Linked DNA regions of Mus musculus: region 2 is linked to region 1. A link is a contact called in public HiChIP or PLAC-seq data. All regions are on one chromosome and are shown on one strand. The core of a region is the stretch at or near the end of the contact, and the rest is flanking DNA. Distances in the headings are between cores, read along the strand shown. Region 1 holds the start of Eps8l3 (EPS8-like 3). Region 2 overlaps Gnai3 (guanine nucleotide binding protein (G protein), alpha inhibiting 3).

The links. HiChIP or PLAC-seq counts read pairs in DNA pulled down with a chosen protein or histone mark.
Region 2: an H3K4me3 HiChIP or PLAC-seq map of intestinal villus epithelium shows a contact between it and region 1, with 5 times the contacts expected there. The contact joins the enhancer-like site here to the promoter of Eps8l3 in region 1. A contact is called at or near these places in 15 of 39 promoter capture datasets (the 3T3-L1 cell line, the C10 cell line, the HPC-7 cell line and 11 more), 2 of 15 datasets of contacts at CTCF or cohesin (the NIH/3T3 cell line and large pre-B cells), 2 of 115 datasets of contacts at active chromatin or transcription factors (embryonic basal ganglia and intestinal villus epithelium) and 1 of 9 other capture datasets (pancreatic islet).

Annotation. Positions count from the first base shown.
Region 1 is chr3:107,874,736-107,881,683 of GRCm38.p6, forward strand. Eps8l3 (EPS8-like 3) reads left to right here and starts at 2,495. Exons shown (of 19, transcript NM_133867.2): 1 at 2,495-2,631; 2 at 4,612-4,666; 3 at 4,806-4,870; 4 at 6,360-6,518; 5 at 6,781-6,930. The coding sequence starts at 4,636.
Region 2 is chr3:108,109,897-108,116,844 of GRCm38.p6, forward strand. It overlaps Gnai3 (guanine nucleotide binding protein (G protein), alpha inhibiting 3), which reads right to left. Exons shown (of 9, transcript NM_010306.3): 5 at 5,867-5,995; 6 at 2,577-2,706; 7 at 2,039-2,192. Among named protein-coding and RNA genes, the nearest start is that of Gnat2, 20 kb to the left of the region's middle. Within about 2 kb of position 4,290, at least 21 of the 459 cell types and tissues checked have an H3K27ac peak or open chromatin away from gene starts, as enhancers often do. A contact at or near this core is called in intestinal villus epithelium and liver, where this site is marked.

The DNA.
Region 1 (6,948 bases), core at 1,245-3,744:
TCACAGCCCTGAGTGTGATGCAGGCACTCATAAAATGACACATGCAGCAGCCAAAGGCCAGAATCATCACATCCCTAGGCAGGGAGAAGGAGATTTCTTAGAAGGCAAGAGTCATCCGAAGATTTGAAGTACAGCATGTGTTCCGATCAGTAATCCGGGCACAGACAGCGCCTAGTCAGGTGCAAAGCATGACTCAAATAGAATTACAAGATGTCCTCCAAGTGGAGGGTAAAGTGCAACTAGCATTGGGTGGTGGGAGATAAGGTGTATTTACAGCAGGAGCCTGGACTTCAGAGGGCCTCAGCTGCTGTAAGGGGTGCTGAAGTGGTTTGGGTTCAAAAATGAATAACCAAATCCCCACTCAAGGGAGGTCCCCATCCACTCACAGCCAAGGGGGAAGCATGAATAAGAAAAGGGTGGAGGTAAGATGCCAAGTTATTGGACTGTTGTAGCCAGAGGCAGACATTCTGGGGACCTGAAGGAGATGGCCACAGAGTGGGAGAGGAGGAGCCCACCCACGAGGTGATGGGGCTGGCTGATGTAGGGGCTGAAGGAGGAGTAAGGACTGTAGCTCCCCGCTGGGACACACGGAGGTGGGACCACGGCAGAGGAGCCTGGGATGTTTGGAGGGAGGTGATGAACTCAGGTTGTATTTTGAAGCGGCTGTGACTCACAAGTGTGTGTTCTAGCACCTGGCATGGTGCCTGGCAGGAAGCTGAGGAATAAATAAATTGATGATGGATGTTCCCCCAGTCTCTGTAGCCTCATAATTCCAGGGAGATTCTCTCAGGTTCTACTTCCTTCCCACCCAAGCCCCACCTCCTCATTCCATAGTCAGGATTGCTTGGGACCCAAACTGTCTTCCCAAAGAAGCGCCCTTCCCCATCCCTGGGGTGAGTAGCCTGGCCTCTGTATGCCTCCTAATGCCCTGTTTTAGCCAATTTCCATAATACCTAGCACCAAAAAGCTCCAGCCCCAGCCTCGAAACTTCCTAGGCTACAAGGCTCCTGCCTGGTGGACACCCAAAGGACCATGGCGTTCACAATCCTGAGAGTTCCTGGTGTTACAATATCCTTCTCTGCCCAAAGATGTCAGCTAGGTCTCTGTTATGTGTTGAATCCCTGCCCTACCCTGTTTCCAGGTATCCTACAGGAATCCCTGCTGTGCTTACATTGACTTGAAAGACCCTTAGGAAGGACAGGGCCTGGTCTGAGCTGGGAAGAATGAAGTCCTGGTTAGTCACCCAAACCCAGCCTGAGAATGGAATATGATTGGCCTTTAAGAATAAATAAACAAATTAAGGCTATTCAAACCTGAAAGTGGTACAAACCAACAGAAGGCCCAGGGAGGTCTAGGGGGCTAGTTCACACAGGATGGTGGCGAGATGCTGACCAAACAGGCAGTTTGACCTCTAGGCCCCAGAAATTGGCTGCCCAAAGGACCTTCCTGGGGGCTCACAGCAATTCAGTTGGGAGAAGTCCCTCCTAGGTCCAAGCCCTGGACTCTAGGCCATGAGGACAATACTGGATGACTGGGGGAAGCAGGACATCATCTCTCACTTGGTCCTGAGGAAGCCAAGGACACATTCCTGACTGCAGGCTATAGTTATATGATCTGTGGGAGTCTTCTCCACAGATCCTAACCCCAGCAGGGCCTGCGACTCTGTCCCAAGAGGCTTAGCTCCCACATGAGCATCCCTGCCCCTCTCTGCTTCCTTCTACTTCTGCCTTAATTCCTTTGCTGTCTATGTCTGAGCTCCTACATCCAGCTGGGAGTTTCCAGGAGGTAAAAAGTCTGGCCTGCTCCAGGTACCACAGGAGGTTTTTAAACAAAGCAACTTGCAGGAACTAGCAGGTTCTTGAATAGCAAAGGGAGGCCTTAGTTTGAAGGCATCTATTAGGGCCTGGGGGGCATGGGGCAAGGTGAAGAAGAAAGAGTAAAGAACAAGTGTGACCAGAGGGGAGAAGGGACAGGTGGATGTGGCCAGGATGAAATAGCCCTCTTTGTCATACCCAAGTGACCCTGAGCCTACCCCAACTTCTCTGGCAGGCCATGTCCTATTCATGGGCAAGACTTGGGCACACACAATCCCACACTCATGGATGCAGGACAGAAGCATAAAACACACATTCCAACCCAAAGCTTTTCTTGAGCCTATGGTCCATCAGTGGCCTGTCCCTAACTCAGAAACTAGGCTTAGGAGACCACATGTGCCTTCTCTTGTTTGTGGCCCCAGTACCTAATGCTAACCCAGGGGCCTCCCGAGGAGATATGTAAAAGGTAGGGAGATGAGGGGCCACACCTGAGGTCAGAGGCCAACAAGGAAGAAGCTGGAGAGCAGGGGTCTCGGGTAAAGCTCTGGCACCTGTCAGCACAGACACTTCCTCAGGTCCACTACCGTGCTGTGCGGTTGGTGGCCTGAAAGGCCTCTCCACCCTCTAGAGTCCAAAGACCACAGGTGTGGCTTCCTCAAAGCCTGCTTCCTGGCTCTCAGGCCACCTGATCACCAGTAGGTCTCTGCCTGAGGCGCTGGCAGAGAAGCCAAACAGAGCTCCCTCCAACATTAGTGGACCACTGGCTCAAGCATCAGACTCCTTGGGGGACCAAACACCAGGCGGCACTGGCAACCAGGTAAGAGCCTATTTCCAGTGAATAGCAAGGATTGGTGATCCTGGGGCCAACATGGACATCTCGGTGGCTTCCTAGAGTTGGGGCATCTTGCAGTGTCTTCTTAGATTCACGAGCAAGGATTAGCCTCAGGAACTTAGTACCTGCTGGAGACCAGAAAAGGCAAGGAGCTCTAGAAGGCTTTTCCCCTAGGTCAGCCTTGTAAATACCCCTTCCTTGCTCTATACACCTACACAAGGGAGAGCAAAGGCCAATGCCTGGCACTAAAAGGGCCCAGGCAGGTCAAACAGCACCCCCAGCCCTGGGGTGTAGTATCTTTAGTAGTAGCTGTTGAATTATCTCTACCAGCCCACAGGAACACCTGGTGATTTACAGGGACCATTCTGATGTGAAAGACTAGGGCAGGGCTGATCAGAAAAGGGCTCTTTTTTTCCTTCCATTTAGAAGCAGGAATTGAACGCCACTGCCTAGGGAGGCGAGGAAAGGCAGAGGGGAGAGTCAGGCTTCCAACACTCTTTGCTCTTATCTAGGATCGGGGTTTTCCCCACAGGGAACAGAGATTAGCCGCCTCCTCTGTGTTCCCATGATGCTCACTTGGAGAATAATTTTTCCATCTGTGAGTCATCTTATCCACTCTCTGTTATTTTCATAACAGTCCCAATAAATGGGTGTGAGTGCTTCCTTACACTTTGGTCGGGATATTCCAGGGTTACAAAGAACCCTAGTGCGCCAAACAGATCGATGCATGAAGGCACTCAAAACCATGGCCACGGATAACACATTCTCTTGACACATACACACACCCAGCACACACAAATGCTGGACGTTTAACTCCACTCCATTTCAAAAGATGTGTGTTCTAGCCTTCCCCTGCCCCCATGACCCACCACCTAGTGACAGGGACACATTTGTAAGCCACAGAGTTCTGGTTCACTTCCCTATTAAACAGTCAGAGTGACTCTAGGCCTGTTGTCCTCTCGGATAACAGTTTCAGCTCTGGGGTTGTTTTGAGTACTAGCTGGGTCACTGAGGCAAACCCCTTAAAGCTGTGCTCACCAATTGGTGCTGGAGAAGTACCAGTGGATGGATGGAGGTGAAGACTTAAGAGGTAGGGTCAGGAGAGGCTTGGCAGTGGGCTCGGAGTTCTGTCAGGGCTGCGGTGACCACTACTGTTGTCAGAGAGGATTGAGCAATGCTGAAAATACTCTGAGCAGGTGGTGGTTAAAGACAGCTTTACCAGATAGTTGGCTGTGAGCTGCATTTAGAGTTCAGGTGGGGGAGAGTCTCTGGGAGAAAATCTGGAAGCACCAGGAAGAAATGAGGCAGGAGTGGTAGTCAGACATCAGATGAGTGTAGGTCCCAAGCAAGTTCCACAGAGCACACCTCACTCCGTATAAATGTCTGTCTGTCTTCTATCTCTAAATCTGTCTAACATATAGAGACACACATATGCACACACACACAGTCTCTCTCCCAGTCTCTCTCTCACAACACATACACACAAAGTCTCACACACAGTCTCTCTTTTCTCTCTTTCTCTCTCTCTGTCACACACACACACACACACACACACACACACACACACACACACACACCACTGAAATACATTCTACCAGGCAGGGTCATTAGCTGGGAGTGTCCTCCCTATTTGCAGAATTAAAACAAGAGGCTTGCTACTGCAGCTGAGGCCTCTGCTCTCCCAACAGAAGCAACTCATTCATGGTATCTTTCACATCTGAACCCAGATCAAATATGGGAAGCCGTCCATGTAGTGCTCCCAGGAAGGCCCTTCCTCCACTGGCCTCCAAACCTAACAAGATGAGGACCTCTTGGGCAGGACATCAGATGGCTCTAGATAGGTCCCCTGGAGTCAAGGGTTTCGGTTCTGGTCACAGAGTCCCCAGGTCAGAGCAACAGCAGCCAGGCCTTGTATTCCTCCTGTTCCTTAGTCTAATGACTGTCTCTGGTTCATTGTGATTCTAGGAAGCTGCCCTCAGCAGTGTCACCATGTCCCGGCCCAGCAGCAGAGCCATCTACTGTAAGCTTCCTGCCTTCCCTGCCCTGCTCAGCCTCACTCTGGGCCAAGCTTTCCAAACCCCATCTTCTCTACTGTCCCTGCAATTGTCCGAGCCTCACCTCCCTTCTTCTGGCCCCTGCCCTTGATTTTGTACCCACAGTGCACCGGAAGGAATATTCCCAGAGTATGGCCTCAGAACCTACCCTCCTACAGCACAGGGTGGAGGTGAGTACTGGGGCCCAGGCAGTTTCTGAATAAAGCTAGGGTTCCTGTGTATACACTTGCCTTACCAAAATAGATGCCTGACCCTGACACAACAGCTCAACTTGACTGAACTCTATGGAGTCAGACTTACCTATCTTGAGACCTAAATGTCTGCCAAGCCAAGGGGAGTATAGGATAGTTCCAGGGTGGGCAGAGCAGGCCCAGTTAGAGGTTGTAAAACGGGTGCTGGGTCCCTAGATGGAAGCGACAGTGTAAATAGTCAAGAGCCATAGAAAGCTATCCTTTTGATCTCCCTTGGTTTCCAACCTACCTCCTGCACTTGGTTCAGGATTGCACAGGGCTGCTAGGAAAAAGGTATGAGGGTTGCAGCTCTAAGGGCCAGTGTCACAGAGGGGAGAGTCATCCTGTGCTCCCAGACAAGGTCAAGCTACTGGGATGGAGTCTTTGGCCCCACCCAAGTGGACAGCTGGTACTTGGAGATCTGGTCATTTTAATTGGCTTTAAAACTACAAGGATGTGGTCAGAAGAACGTGTTCAACTAGGACATGGTAGGGGCCACAGTGCATGGGGGAGGGTAGGAAGTAGACAGAACCCACCCCCACCCCAGTAGCCTCGGGTGTTAAGAGACAGGTAGGAAACTCACAGTGTAGTGGAGAAGGGGCTCCCCAGCCACTATTCAGCTTCTCTGTAGAGTGGAGCTGGGAATTGGCTTCATTGAGAGCCATCAGGCAAGAACAAGAGGGGACATGCTCAGAGCAACAGGCTATTGGGCTCTGCTGTTAGGGGCAGTGTGGCCACAGAAGGCAGCTGGCCAGGAGTGAGGATTGACAGTCCAGGGGCAGGAGTTAGACTGATTGTCTCCAACAGGAGCCTGGGGGGAGCCTGGGGTAAATGGAAGATGATTCAAGAAGCCAACATTTGGCTGTGGGAAGAGAGGAGGGTGGCTAAGGGGAAAGCTGCCAAACAATGGGTCCAGCAGAAGGCAAGGACTTGGAGGGAACCTAAGAGTGCTTTAGCTCTTTCTGTGCAAGAGTCAGAAAGAGGATACCTCATCTTCCTGAGAGCCCTGGGACACCAGGCTGGTAGAGCTGGAATGGCATTGGGTCTGGGCAACAGGTATGGAAAAGGGCAGGGGTCAGGCAAGTGAGGTCACTGACCTGGGGACAGTAGGTCCTAAGTGCAGCAAAGGGACCGAGGAAGGTCCTACAGCCCACACAGAGGAACATGGATTATTTTGTTGGATGATTGGAACCCACACCAATGACTGCACAGTGGTTCTGGAACACACTGTGTATCACCTTAGCTCTGGACCTGGAAGCCTCTTCAAGAGCCCAACTTCTATAATCTCTTGCTGTATTGAGAAACATGGTCTTCCCCACAAGGGGAACCAAGGACACACCTTTTTCCCTCACTGCCTTTTCCCCCACCGGCTAACCATCTGGGATCCTCTCTCCAAACCTCCAAGACCCATCTCTTCCTCTCCCCTTAGCATCTGATGACATGTAAGCTGGGGACACAGAGAGTCCGGGAGCCAAAGGATGCCCTACAGAAGCTTCAGGAGATGGATGCCCAGGGCCGAGTGTGGAGTCAAGACCTGTTCCTGCAGGTCAGAGATGGCTGGCTCCATCTGCTGGACATTGAGACTAAGGTTAGCCTTCTCCGTACACCCAGTCATGGGCCCTAGTGTTAGCTAGGGTGCTAAAGAACAAAGATGAGGCTCCCTGTCTTCCTCTCAGTGCCTCTTCACACCCAATACACATCTCAAACCAGGTAGAGGCAAGGTGGGAAGTGGGGGCGGAAGCCCAAGCATCGGGATAGAAACTCTACTATCCCACTGCGGACAGGGATGACCCCTTCAGGGTCTCAGTGGCTCTCAGTGGCCTCACTCTTGGCCTTTCCATCTGCCTTAGGAGGAACTGGATTCTTACCGCCTGGACAACATCAAGGCCATAGACGTAGCCCTTAACACCTGCTCCTATAACTCCATCTTATCTGTCACTGTGCAGGAGTCTGGCTTGCCAGGCATCAGCACTTTGCTGTTCCAATGCCAGGAAGTGGGGGTGAGTGACTGGATATGG
Region 2 (6,948 bases), core at 3,040-5,539, 240 kb after region 1:
AGGTAAAGCATTTATTTAAACATCATTCCAATCCTAGAGAGGCACCAGCAAAGGCAAACTAACAGATGGGGAACAAGTGGGACCCCAGTTATAGACTCTGACACCTCTCCTCACCCGGCACCGCCTTCAAACTCATGGCTTCCTACCTCGCCCTCCCAAGTGCTGGGATGCAGGCACGGTGCCCATCCACAGCCAGTAACACACTTTAAAGGATAAGTCTGTCTCAACAAGCAGCTGCTTTCTAAGGAGTAGGGGCACGAGGAGACCAACAGAAAGCCTTCTTTTTAATATATATAATTAACACTCAGTCGTCCACTTTCCACACGGTCTTAGAAACCGCCTGTAGCGTCAAGGACACTGTCAAAACAATGTACACTGTTTTCATAAACCAGAGCCTATTTTGGGTGAGATCAAGCATGGCAAGAAATATCAAGTAAGTACATAAAGAAGCCTGGGAGAAAGAAAGAACACATGAAATACAGAACTAAAGGAAGACTACTTTGTTAGGTGCCTAGAGCTCGCAACCCCCCTCCCATCTTGGTTTTTCAAGACAGGGTTTCTCTGTGTAGTCTTCACTCTCCACAAGGCTGGCATCTTATGGGAGTCAGTTCCCTCCTGTAATCCAAGTCCAGGAGCTGAACTCAGGTCATCAGGTTTGGAGGCACGCACCTTATCCGATGGGCCACCTCACTGTCCACTCCCCTTACTTTCTAAGAGATTCTGGTTCTTTTCTTTTGTATCCTTTATAAACCTTTATTTCTCTCCTGTTGGTAGCTAGTATTTGTCTCATTTTATCGTTTCTCGCCTCATTTTATAGTCATCTCTCTGGTAACTTCATTTATCTCCAATAAGTTAATTACTGCTGTTCTCAGGTTTATACATCTAAGCTAACCTTTCCCTAAGTCCCTAGTATAAGGATCACTACCAAACAGACACTTCTATCTGGTTATTCTACAGATACTTCTAAAACAACATTCCAAAATATAAATTCAGATCATAGCAAAGTATCCAACTGAGAGACTTGAGTGAAGACACCTTTGACTTTCTAATGTTTGCTGAACCTTTCACTGTATTCTCAAAAGAAAGCAGAGTCTCAGATAGTGAGAGCCCCCATCCACGGAAACAGCTCAGAGAGTCCCCTTCTCACTCTGGCCATCTGGTCACAGCTTTCATAATGGCACAGTTCTGCCATTGTTGTCTGTGATCCCTAATTTCAAATAGCCGACTGGCCCACAGCGTTTTACCTTCTTTAGCTATAACCAGAATCTTTCCCAGAGAAACTTGAATTGGAAGTCAAGCAAACCCAGTATGACCTCATTGTTTTAATGGAAGAGACACAGAAATGGTGGCAATGCCATCCTTCATCTTATAAACTGAATAGTAAAGGACATTAGTGGGGACAGAGAAGAATAGACATGGAGCCAAGGAAAGAGACAGAGATGAAGTGACCTCCTTTAGAGGTGCCTCCCTCGCACTGGCACTGACTTCACAGTCTGACTTTCACTCCTAGCCCCACCCATATCCTTGTCCTTGGCTTTTAAGATGCCATCCTGGCTCTCACTGAAAGGTTGTATCTGCATCCGAAGGCAGTCCTTACTGCCGTCCTCACTACACTGCTGCTAGACTGCTGTTCATACACCATGTGCCCAAGGCCACTTGTCACTAGCTCGACACAGGGCCAGCCTCTCCCTGCTAGTACGTTAAATTCCACAGCTGCCACATGCCCCTTCTCCATTTCTTACATGCAACTGTCTTCTCTAAATGCCTCTATTCTGCCTAATGACTTTCATTAAAAAGTTTGTTTTTATATCTCTTTGGACATATGCCAAAATTTCATGTTTGTATTTCATTTTCCTCCAAAGTGAGGACACTGATCTCTGAAGTCACACTCGAAACTTAATGGCGTTTCTTCAGATGCTTACTGCTGCGCCCACTGTGAGTGAGTGCATGAGTCCTGCATGAGTCCTGGGGCAGCTGATGGCAGCTGGGAAGCACTGACCTACGATGCACACCTCCAACAGCACCTCACGCCCTTTACCTGTGTATTCTGGATAACAGATTGTTAATGGACTCCTCTTTATTTTTTCCTCAAAAAGGTCTTTCTTATTAAGAAAGAGAATGATTGAAGTGTCTGTAAACCATTTGTTGTTACAAATGCTGTCAAACAATTTCATGCTTTCATGCATTCGGTTCTGAAAAACAAACATGGTTATGACAGATTAGCAGCAAGAATAAAAAGCAGATTAGTTCACATACCAAGAAGTTTTAAAACAACAAACTGAATTCATGGAAATAGAGTAGGTCCTAATGTGACTTGAAGCCTAGTCAGTCCTGATTTGCATAATTCTTGGGGTAAGGGGTTAAGAAGATGACAAGATGCAATCCTGTGCACACAATGTGGCTACCAAGAGCAAATGTGCAATGGAACAAGGATTTGGGAACTCTAGCCCCACTGACAAGAAAATACAGGGCATTAAGTTTTGGTTCCGTGAGCCAGCAGTGGCACCCGTCTTCCTTGAGTCACGCTCACTTCCTAGCTGTATCAGATGGACTTTCTACCCCAATCGTCAACATACCATTTCCTCATCCTCAGCCAGAACAAGGTCGTAATCACTGAGAGCCACACAAAAGATAATTGCTGTCACTCCCTCAAAACAGTGAATCCACTTTTTTCGTTCGGATCTTTGGCCACCTACATCAAACATTCTGAGTAAGGGGAAAAAAAAAAAAGCACAGATTTAGTAATGTCACACTTATAGTTATTTCTCTCGAGACTGTCGTGGTTAGAACCTCTCCATTATCACACACTCAAACCCCATTTGTAACAAAGACAAGAAGCAAATCAATGTGTCTAAACCATTGTCAGTGGTTAAAAGTATAGGCCACAGCTGAACCTCCCCCTTTCAACACAGGTGCCAAAGTCAGCAGAGTTAAGAACTAAAAAGGACTAAAGGAAGAAGAGCTCAACAGTAAGGCTTAAGATAACGGTAGCCATGACAACTGCTATTTGTTCCGTGTTTACCATGGTGCCAGGCATTACCCTAGACCATCTGGCACTCTAAGTCCTGTCTCTATATACTTTCCATAGTCCCACTCTGACTTTTAAACTGGTTTGTTCTGAATACCCACCTTGCATCTGAGCTCAAAGTTTATTTGCCTGTGTTAATGAAAAACATATGAAGAGAATTATGGGAAAAAATTAAATTTGATATCAGGCTTTAAGAATTTGAGATCTTGTGCTAGGTTTAGGAAGAATGACTATAATCTCAGCATTTAGGAGGCTGAGCTCGAAGAACAGCAAGTTCAAGACCAGCCTGCACTACACAGCAACTGTCTTAAAAGTAACTAAGTAACCAAGTATTCCCCAACACCACCAAAGCTTGCCTGGGCCTAATCATCATCATCATCATCATCAGCAGCAGCAGCAGCAGCAGCAGCAGCAGCACGGGGGTGGGGGTGGGGGTGGGGGTGGGGGTGCGGGGAGGGAAGCTGCTCACACCCTATGTTCTAATCTGGATTTGTTTTAGTCTCCTAATTGCTAAGTTTGTACCAACAGTGTCCATCCTTACTTCCTACATTGACAGGAACAGCTGTCCTACTTTGTCTTTTAGTCAATACCTGAGTCTAGATGGGGTCAGTACTCAAATGCTCACACTCTCTCAAGATCTATATCTGATAGCAATGATAAAGCTTTTTGCTACATTGCTCTAGTGAGTGAAATCTTCAGTAGCCTGGGGTCTAAATTTGCTGAGATTTTTTTCACCCCTACAGATGAGGAGAAGGAAAGTCCACGTGATTTCCCTGTAGACCAAGAGAAGGAAAGTCCACGTGACCTCCCGAATGACGTGAGCATGCATCCTCTTTCTTCCTGACCCAACCCTTCCTTTCGGGGATCTTGCTGTTCTTTGCAACCTTTGGTCTTGCATGACAGCTAAACAGATTGGCCTTAATCCAGGGTCATGTTGTAGGCTATAGAACGGCTAACATTTCACCATAAAAATCTTACAAAGACAGGCACATTAGTACACTAATAATTCCAGTTTACATCCCCATTTTCTATAACGTCCATAAGACAAAGAGATGCTATGAAGTCCCAAAGCTGGCTTTTAGTACCTAGTAACACAGTATTATTCACTAACATCAATATTGTATAAACATTTCCTCATAACTCAAAGCAATTACACAATGCCTTGCAATACTTCAGTAAATGTTTGAATAAATGGATAGTGGTTTTGCCTAGAGAAGGAAGAGAATGAAGAGGTGACAGTACTTCATACTAAGACATCTACATGCCAAAACAAAGTACTTGTGGCACTTTAATCTTGGCTACTGATCCTGGCATGGAAAGATAGTTACCTAGCTAAAGATCAACCTATGACATCAATGAAAAATGGTTTTGGTATTTAATTAGAACTGAATTACTAATTTTTTTTTTTTTTTTTTTTTTTTGGTGTTTTTGAGACAGGGTTTCTCTGTGTAGTCCTGGCTGTCCTGGAACTCACTTTGTAGACCAGGCTGGCCTCGAACTCAGAAATCCTCCTGCCTCTGCCTCCCGAGTGCTGGGATTAAAGGCGTGCGCCACCACGCCCGGCTGAATTACTAATTTTACAGTATACAGAGACACTTCCTTCCTATGGCTTCACAGGGTAATTCGTATAGCTTCTGCGGACTTTGTTAAGTAACTTCATCAGTATTTAAGATAAGCAGCCCATTTACCCGAAACCATTCATCAGGTTTCAAATCCACTTCTTTTTGTTGGTTTGTTTGTTTTGTTTTTTCGAAACAGGGTTTCTCTGTGTAGCCCTGGCTGTCCTGGAACTCACTCTGTAGACCAGGCTGGCCTCGAACTCAGAAATCTGCCTGCCTCTGCCTCCCAAGTGCTGGGATTAAAGGCATGCCCGGCACCAGGTACTTCTTAAACACTGAACACACACTAAAGGAGAAAAGGTTACTGCTAACCTCAAAGGTTACAAACACAGAAAAAAGGAACCAAAAACAGTTTTAGTAATTTTTAAAAGACTATTAACAAAAAGAAGTGCAGAGGCTTTTTCTTGGAATTGCTGGTGCTATGAGAAAATTCTCTGCAAACACTAGAATGTCCTTTACTGTCTACGTCATCATCACCTCTCTAAAACACCTCAATCCCAGGCCTATTTTGCCCTGCACTACAAACTTAATTGAGCATGATGCTGTGCATGTACAAACCCAAGGCCCCCAAGCTTAGCTCTGGCCCATTAACCTTAACGGGAAGGGGAGCCGTCTGAGAGGAGTGGTGCTGCTAAGAAATAGTCCTGTTTTACTGTCAGCACGTCAGCACGTCAGGATGAAGCCATCTATACGTTATTTTCTACCTATTTAGTACGCTCTGATCCTTCTAGCAATAGTCAATACCTATTTGGCAACTAACAAAAGCGTGCTGAAAATGTAAACAAACACAAAATGATAATTGTATAATGAATTCTAATGGTAGGTAAACTATTATTTAATTTTACATTTAATTTTCTCTAAATACTGATGCTATCTGGAGGAGAAAAATAAATAAATGTGTGGGGTGTAATCAGATAAAACATTGAGCTAATGGCTCTTAAATATTAAGTTTCTAAACCAAGGAACACTGCTTACAAAGATCTTACCCCCAGACAGAGAGGCTAACTAAGGGGAGTCAGTAAGCCAGGCATGTGGTATACACCTGCAACCCTAGCACTCAGCAGGCAGAGGTGGAAGATGCAAACTTGAGGCCACCCTGGTCTACACAGCAAGAACTAGGTCATCCAGGTTTACATCATGAGATCTTGACTCAAAAACAAAAGCAAAAAAACTTTTGGTTCTTTGTGCCAGACCCAGGCAAGAACAGGCTATGACGTACTTGAAGTAGAGTTCCTTGAAGGTGAAGTGGGTCTCCACAATGCCTGTAGTCTTCACTCTTGTCCGAAGAACATCTTGCTGAGTTGGAATGTAGTTGGTCTGGGATATTCTATCCAAATCATTTAGGTAGCTAAATAAAATGCATATTGGTTTTTACTTGGTAAAGTCAACCATGGACATGACAAATCAACAGACCAAACTAGCAGCTTGGCAAAAGTCAATTCTGTGACTGGCTAAGTACTGGCACATGTGAGGCCTAGGTTCAATCCCAAGTGCCAACAAACAACAAACAAAGGTACCCTGAAACTCACTGAAGGGCAGAAAAATATTAAATCTTCAGTATCATAGAATGAGTGAAAAAAGTGAATCAAGTATAGGGGAAATTAATAGGTTCTACACACAGTAACAAGAATGGTTTTAAATATACCGTAAAAGCAAATTTTAAAAACATGGCAATTGTATTATTGCTAAATCTAATATGAAGTGAGCTATGCACTATAGAGCAGAAAAAACAAAATCAAACTGGGATTGTGACAAAGACCTGTAACCCTGGACCCCATGAATTCCAGGTAAGTCTGGGCTACAGAGCAAGACCCATATGAAAATAAAATAACAAAAAGTTAAAAGTTCTTGGATACTTAAATTTATGTCAGCTGCATACATAACTATTTGACAGCTTCTTAAAGAATGATACTTGATATGAAAATGAGAAGAACTACATTCAGTGAGAATATAGGTGGATATGTGAGTATAGGCTTATAAACCCAGCACCCGAGGATGCAGAGGCAAGAGGCCACATGTTTGAGACAAATCAGGAAGATACAAAGTTTCAGGCCAGCCTGGGCTATGTAACAAGACCCCATTTCAAAAAAAGGGGGAAGAGAGTAGGGGAAAGACAAAGGCTAAATCTTCACTGATTCCAGACCAAAAAAAAAAAAAAAAAGAGCAGATGCACTACTTTAAGTGTGCCATTCAGATCATCTACAAACCAAATACCACCATTAACAGAGTTGAGCTTGGATGAACAGTGACAGAGGGACCCAACTTTATAAATAACATGTAGTTTGGCGAGTCAGAGCTTAC